2 separate regions of the Zea mays genome follow, and region 2 is linked to region 1. The links are chromatin contacts, called in public Hi-C maps. All regions are on one chromosome and are shown on one strand. The core of a region is the stretch at or near the end of the contact, and the rest is flanking DNA. Distances in the headings are between cores, read along the strand shown. Region 1 holds the start of LOC100284504 (dihydroflavonol-4-reductase). Region 2 holds the start of LOC100283358 (phosphosulfolactate synthase-related protein).

Evidence for each region. A called contact is a pair of places that touch in the nucleus more often than the background predicts.
Region 2: a contact with region 1 is called in a Hi-C map of ear, with 2.4 times the contacts expected there. The contact joins the promoter of LOC100283358 here to the promoter of LOC100284504 in region 1. A contact is called at or near these places in 3 of 25 Hi-C or Micro-C datasets (ear, endosperm and leaf) and 1 of 3 datasets of contacts at active chromatin or transcription factors (leaf).

The regions. Positions count from the first base shown.
Region 1 is chr5:49,861,508-49,865,181 of Zm-B73-REFERENCE-NAM-5.0, reverse strand. LOC100284504 (dihydroflavonol-4-reductase) reads right to left here and starts at 1,608. Exons shown (of 6, transcript NM_001157399.1): 1 at 1,253-1,608; 2 at 915-1,091. The coding sequence starts at 1,430.
Region 2 is chr5:50,050,211-50,053,800 of Zm-B73-REFERENCE-NAM-5.0, reverse strand. It overlaps LOC100283358 (phosphosulfolactate synthase-related protein), which reads right to left and starts at 2,176. Exons shown (of 5, transcript NM_001156259.2): 1 at 1,836-2,176; 2 at 984-1,175; 3 at 672-885; 4 at 1-172. The coding sequence starts at 1,991.

The sequences.
Region 1 (3,674 bases), core at 359-2,858:
TGACTTATATATGACTCAGATTTATGATCTATATTGATACAAGTTATAACAGCTTACGTCTATAACTCGATGATCAACTTGCGTCTAGCGATGACGGATACATAATTCAATTTCATTACGTATTAGACCGATCATATCAAACTGCTTCTAGCAATGATACAGTGTCCGATTACTATACGTACTAGATTTCGTTGTAACGTACATATGTTTGCTGCTTTCTCCGTCCATGTAAGTTTGTCGTTTTAAGCAGGTCAATCACTGTCAACTTTGACGGGTTATTCCGTATGTTTTATAAAAAATATAAAATAAAAGTAAATTTACTAGATTTATTATGACTTGATCTAACATAATAGACATAATAGATAATTCCTTTAGTTTAAAATAATTCAATTTATATATATTGTTTGTCAAAATTTAAATAGTTTAACTTAGAACAAACTTAAAACCACTAGTAGAAAAGAGCTCTAAACCCACAGTGGTGTTTAATTTTTACAGACGAATTTAGTTATAAAGTGCCAGTGGTATTTTTAGTTAAAATAATCGCCTGCTACATACTGGTACTCAAGAAAACCCATACCGGTACTAAAAATCAAAGATTTTTACGTATTCTGGTTCCTATACTAATTGATTGATTTTTGTTGCAATGTATAGGCAAGTAACTTAAAAATTAGTGTGGTATGTAGTTTTGAAGATTTATTTAATAAAATTTGTTCCTAATAATATTGTAACGCATGTTTTTATATGTGCAGGGGGGGGGGGGGGGGGGGGAGTAGATAGATTTTCAGACTGTATCAGTATTTATGACTTGGAGCATGCATTTGCGCAGAACGGATGGAGTGAACTGAGCTAGCCGCGCTGCTGTCGACAACTTCACATGTGTATCTGTATTGTATCACAAGTTCACAACGACTCACCGAGGTTGTCCTGATGGGCGGGTGATACGTGGAGGTCCATGGAGGCCGCGACGTGGAAGAGCGCCACGCATCCCGTGACGGCGGCGTCGAAGCTCCCTTCCTCGCCCATGTCGGCCCTGAACACCCTGAGCCGGTCCCTCCCTTCTTCCACGACGGCGAGCACCTGCAAGGCCTTGCCTGCGTGCGTGCAACACCACCGGCACCGGTGCACCGCGCGCGCAACGCCGCCGGCATCAGAGCTCGGCCATATGGTCAGCGCCAACATCAGAGTTATTCGGCCATGTGCAGCGCCGACGCACGCACGCGCGCGCGCCGTGTGTACATACATACATACATACCTGTGTCCCTGGCGGTGGCGTGGACGCGGTAGCCTCGCCGCAGCAGCGTGCGGACGAGCCAGGAGCCGACGTAGCCGGTGGACCCCGTGACGCAGACAGCCGGCGGCGGCAGAGGGCCACTGCCCTCGGTCTGCTGCTCCTCGTCCGGCGAGCCGCAACCGACGCCGACGCTGCCCATCTCGGCCCCGGCCGGCCTCGATCGATCTCTCGGCTGCGAGTTCGCTGCGCTGATCTCTTCGAACAGTGACGGCGCTGCTAGTGCTAGCTGATAGCCTAGCGCTGGAGATAGCAAGTAGGAAAAGTACGAAGGCGATCCGATCCGTTATTGGCTATGTGGCAAAGTTTAGGTGTCTACTGGGGGAACAGAGCTGATAGGCTCTGTTACCATTCTAAAATTGATGAAGCGAGCCGGCAGCACTGCCACTGGATGTGGTGGGTTACAGGGATCATGTACGTACGTACGTACGTGTCCCGGGATATGGACTGTCTCGGATCCATTTTTATACAGTACATAGTATATAGTAAGTATACTTGCAACAAGCTAGCAGACAAGTCATGCGACATTCATCGCGTCCGCATCGCAGATCACCAAAACTGAGGCCACGCACACCAGATCTCGAGAGTGCCAGCGCTAATAGGTCCATCATCGCTGAACCATTTACAGTCGTGCAGAGTTTATCTTGGCACACATCGAAGACGACGTGCCCATATCTCCACATCCCCTCTTTCTCTCTTCCTATCGTGAGCTCACCTGGGTATGGGTGCCGTCCACGTTCAGGCGGCCTGACCCGGCTCTTACGATATTGCCTGTCCCACTCACGAGCAATAGCCGCTGCACCAGCCTCGCCGGCAGCGGCAGGCAATGACGACCGGGCGGACAGGCGCCGAGCAAAAGCCCGACCGCCGCGAAGCCTCTCGATCGGCATGGTGCCTACGCCACGGCACAGTGCAGCGAAAACTCCTCAGCACGCTTCCACATGGACACGTATGCATCGTACTCGTACTCGTCCAGTTTTTTCTCTCTCGGCTCAGGATGCGGAGTACGTGTGCTAGCTTGGATTCCACGTACGGTCGTCGCCGTCGTGTCACCTGGAGAAACTTTGTTGTTTCTCGGCACGTGCACGAAGTTGTCTATGGCCGGACAGCTGTCTGACTGTCTGAGTCTGTTGTTTGGGCACCCATGCCAGCACGGTCAGCCCGGTTGGCCTGTAGTGCAAAGGCCGAGCTGAGGCGAGCTTGGTTCATTTCCAGCCCGTGTTTTCCTATACATATACATCACAGTTCATAGTTCTTATACAATCATATAGGCACACATGTCTATATAGATATATAGCTATTACAAATTTACACTAGCTAATTGAGATTAAGCATCTACATGTGGATCCATTTGTGCCTGAGACTGAGACTGAGATGCATGAGAGGACTCAGGAGTGTCAACTGGTTCATCATCAATATAAAGCTTAAAGAACGATCCTTTAAGCTCTTTGTTCTCTACAGTGTGTTGGGTCCTTGCGTTCCCCTCCTCCTAGTCCTTGATACAGGTCAGCATCTCTGCCGTGTGTCCGATGTCAGACGACGATGACGCTCCTTGATGATCCTGCCAGTAAGACTAAATGGACCTTCTAATGAAATTGTAGAGACGGATAAAGTTAGTATATCCTTAGCCAACATAGAAAGAGCAGGGTATGTCAGTTTGTGATCTTGCCACCAAGTCAAAAGATTAAAATCGTCATCAAACATCTCGATAATATCACTATCCAAGTATGCTAACAATTCAGAACCAATCCTAAGAGATGCACGACACTAGCATAAGTATATCTAGATAGAGAAGCTTGAGGACTCGAGTTGCAAGAAGAACATACCACCAATTAGGGTTGAAAACAAATCATCGTCATCATCACCATATATCATACCCCAATTAGTCCTCTTCTTATCAATTCTTGTTGATTGTGAGGATCTATTTGATGTCACTGCACCAAATATAGCTTCATACTTGTTAAAGACCTCAGATATTTGGCTCTTACACAAGTCAAGTAAGCAAAATAATCATAGTGTGTCATGCTAGCTAAAATAGATATAACTCTATTGAAGCCCCTTAATTTAGCTCTAGGATCAAGGATGAATGCAAATGAATAAAGAAGTGGAATGTCCCTCCAATACTTAAGGAACTTATTTTTCATAGGGAGAACAACTTTTTTAAGCAATGGATCGTTCTCATAGGAACTAAGGTGCCGTTTGGTTCACGAAATGTAACGTAAATGGTAATGGTAACGAATCACACTCGAATACCGATGATAACAAATTTAAATAAGGAGGTATCCATTTATAGTGTGGTATCGATTACGGTTGGACTTAAACAAACATGATTTAACGTTATCCGCTACCCATTACGTTACCAATATGTGAACCAAATAGCACCTAA
Region 2 (3,590 bases), core at 927-3,426, 190 kb before region 1:
TCAAACATGGTTTTATCAAGCCCGAGCCGGCCTACAATCTTGGCGATGATGTCTGTCCTCAGAGATTCAGCACGCTGGCAAACATCATCAGCATCGATCATGATCATATCAGCGCCTGCTTCCAAGCATCTCTCTGCCCTCCTAATCAGCAGGTCAACATCTTCAACTCTTTCTACAAGAGTGGACCCCAAAACACACGTGTTTTGAATAAAAATAAGGAATATGATTTTGCATTACTATAGCTTAGAAAAAGTACACAGGTGTAGCATATTGTGCAATGCAGTGAATTGTGATAACAAAAGACAACAGTGGCAGGCCAAGTTATGAATGTTCAATGAAAATAATCACACACAGCTAAAGGAACCATCTAACTGGTCATTGTTCAGTATAAGAGCTGTTGCTTTGTGCAAACATTACGGAGTACTCCCTCCGTCCCAAAATAAAATTCGTTTCGCCTTTAGATTCATACAATACTTGGTGTATGTGTTCTATATATGTGTCAACATTCATCATCATCCAATTGAATATAGACATAAAAATCAAAAGCCAAAGCGAATACTATTTTAGAACGGAGAGAGTATTCAGTATTTCAGTTTGCCTGAGGTCACTAGGGTCTTACCAATTACAGTTTGTACAATGAAGTTGAAATGGCAAGCCTCTGTTTAGTTTACCTGAGGTCTTCCCTTTGACTGGAGCTATGTAAGCCCCAAAGGCCCTATCACCAGACGCAGGAATATCAGAACTGTCAAACTTCACCGAAAACATTGGCTTTGCCCTTAAACCACTACTCTTGATGAGGCGGACTAGTCTCAACAGAGCCTCTTCAGGGAGGTTGAGAGACCCAGCATTCAGCTCAATTGTGTCAAACCCTAAGGCCTTGCATTCCTGAAATGGAATACACATGTTATGTGCTGCTCTGGAAGTGATTTCACACATGTTTTCAATCTGTCACAGAATTAAATAACCATAACAGAGGCGCATACCTCTACATATTGCTTGAAAGAAGAGGGTCCTTGGCGCAGCAAATGCTCTGCCCAATCACCTGTGCTCACATAAATGTCATGCCTGTGTGCTAGATCAGTGATCTCTCTAACCAACTCCTTTCCCATCAAACTATGGCATCCGCCAGAGAACTTCAAACCATCAACGAATGGACTAAGAGAATCCAATATTTCCTGAAATAATAAAAAGAAAACGTTTGGCTTGAGTGTCAGCAATGGTTAGGATGGTGAAAAAAAGACGAAAAATATATCAGCAGTCATTTAAGCATAACCACCCAGTGCCTGCAAAAACCAGTAAATGGCTATTGATAATCTTTCCTATGGTGAACTTTACTCAGTTTCATTAATGTCTAGTCCAATCCACCCGGGGAGGAGGAAGGGGTCTTAAAAAACAGTTGGGAACTAGTTATTTCTTGCTAAAATCAAAATCCAAGAGAGTAATCTACATTTTTATTGTGCCTCCACCACATACCAGAAACTTAGATGCTGGATAATGAAAATATGAAAATACCAGTACAATTAGCATGAATCGGCTAATTTGGTTCGAAAATTTGGCAACGCCCACGAAGATCACGTTCTGAAACTATCCATATGGTCTCAATCTAAACACTAGTATGAATCTATTATAGAGACTAATTAACCAAAAGACGCGGCTTTCACCGAAACAAACACGCCACATTCGCATGCCACGGAATCTTAATCGCAGTCCAATCTAGAATACGCACAATCCAGTCATCCAGCTCGGCACAACACACCACAAAACGAATTAGGGCAGAGCACACGCAGACGCAGCGCCACGAAATAGGGGGTGGCAGCTGTGAATCAGCGGTGAACCTGGAGCGCCTGGTTTGCGGGGCGGAAGGAGTAGAAGGGGCTCCGCATCTCCGTCACCCCGTACCGCCGCGGCTTCTCCGGCCGGTCGTCCTCCTCGTTGCCATAGCCGTAGCCTCGCAGGGACAGAGCCACCACCTCCTCTCCCCACCCCATCATCTCCGCCGTCGCCGTCCTCTCTCTCTCGCTCGGTTGCGCTCTGCGCCTCTGCCGCTCTCTCTCGCTGTGGTGGACGGCCCGAACGGATCGCTCCGTCGCTCGAGAAAATGCACGGGAAGAAGGCGGTGGAAGCTCGCGGCTGCTTCTGGAAACTAGCGCTGGGCCACGGCAATGACGTGTCGTGGGGACCGCCGGGACTGTTTCGACCCATTTTATCCAGTCTGAACTGGGCTTTTATTGGGCCTGGAGGGCTCTGGTTTTGGTTTCTACTACGTGCTTCCCTTCTAGAAAAGGGCAAACAATCCGGCACACTTTTGGGGTAAAATCCTAGCATTCATCATCAAAACAAAGTAATTACTGCTGTCAGATGAATTAATAACTGATAAACTATACTAGTTTAGTGTTGAATTAATGTAGTATATAAAATCATGAGTATTATTACGCTTTTCTAATGTTAAATTCGTCTAGAATTAACTAGCAATTGAATTAATGTAGTATATATATATATAGTATGTATATTACAAGCCATAGGCTCTCTGTAGTTAATAGAAGCCCTGTCCACCCAAACAAGACCACTAACCCGAACCTAATTGAACTGCTTGGTTAGGAAAGCACGGAACTATCTAGCTACAACCCGCACTTACACCGGGCCACCGGCCCATTTAATTCCAAACCTAGGTCATCGTCTCCTACACACCCCAGCTTCGCACCAGCCACCGCCCGCTACCCAGCAGGGGTCCCCACCCCACCGCTCACCCGTCCCCTTCGCTTTTATGATAGCCCTTCCAAGTTATCAGGCTCACATGCACCAATCCTTTGCCATTAACGGCCTCAGATGGCTACGCATGTGTACCAGGTGACCTAACAAGGCTATCGATTTTATCAACTCGAACTCATCATCCCAAGGATCTCCCACATTACAGGCATATTACACTAATCGCATTTTATTCACACACATTGGAGATAGAGCGGAAGACTTTTACAAAATATGCCTTATATTCCAGAACTCAAGTTTTACAACATGAAAGTGATTGAAATTATTACAAATCCTAATAATACTCGAGGGCATAACTTACTACAACAATTGGAAAAGGTGAAGCCTTTCCATAAGACATACACATAAACATTTTAAGCTTCAAGACCTCCACACGAAGCAACTATCAAAAGTTAGAGATAACAAGAATCTTTCGTGCAACAACATAGGGAATAAAACCCTGAGTAAGCAATTACTCAACAAGACTTACCCGACTAAAGAAAAGACTTTCAAGGGTATGATGAATTTGGAACTCAAGGTAAAGCTTATCAATTATCGAAGACCCTTTTTGGCAGCCAAGTTTTATTTCACAAGTTAGGTATTTACTTGAACCTAGACTAGCCTAATCTAGTTCAAGCACTTGGCCTATACTAGCTACATTTTATCCATACTCATATTTCACTTGCTAACTACGATGATGGTCTCAGGGATAAGTCTCCATAACCGAGGAGCAACGAAAATTTGAATCGATTATACCCAGTTGGGTATTTCTAACCACACGACATATGTAGCACTTAACTGTTGCATATGTCAACCATTCCCACGGAGTCCTCCACTACATGAAC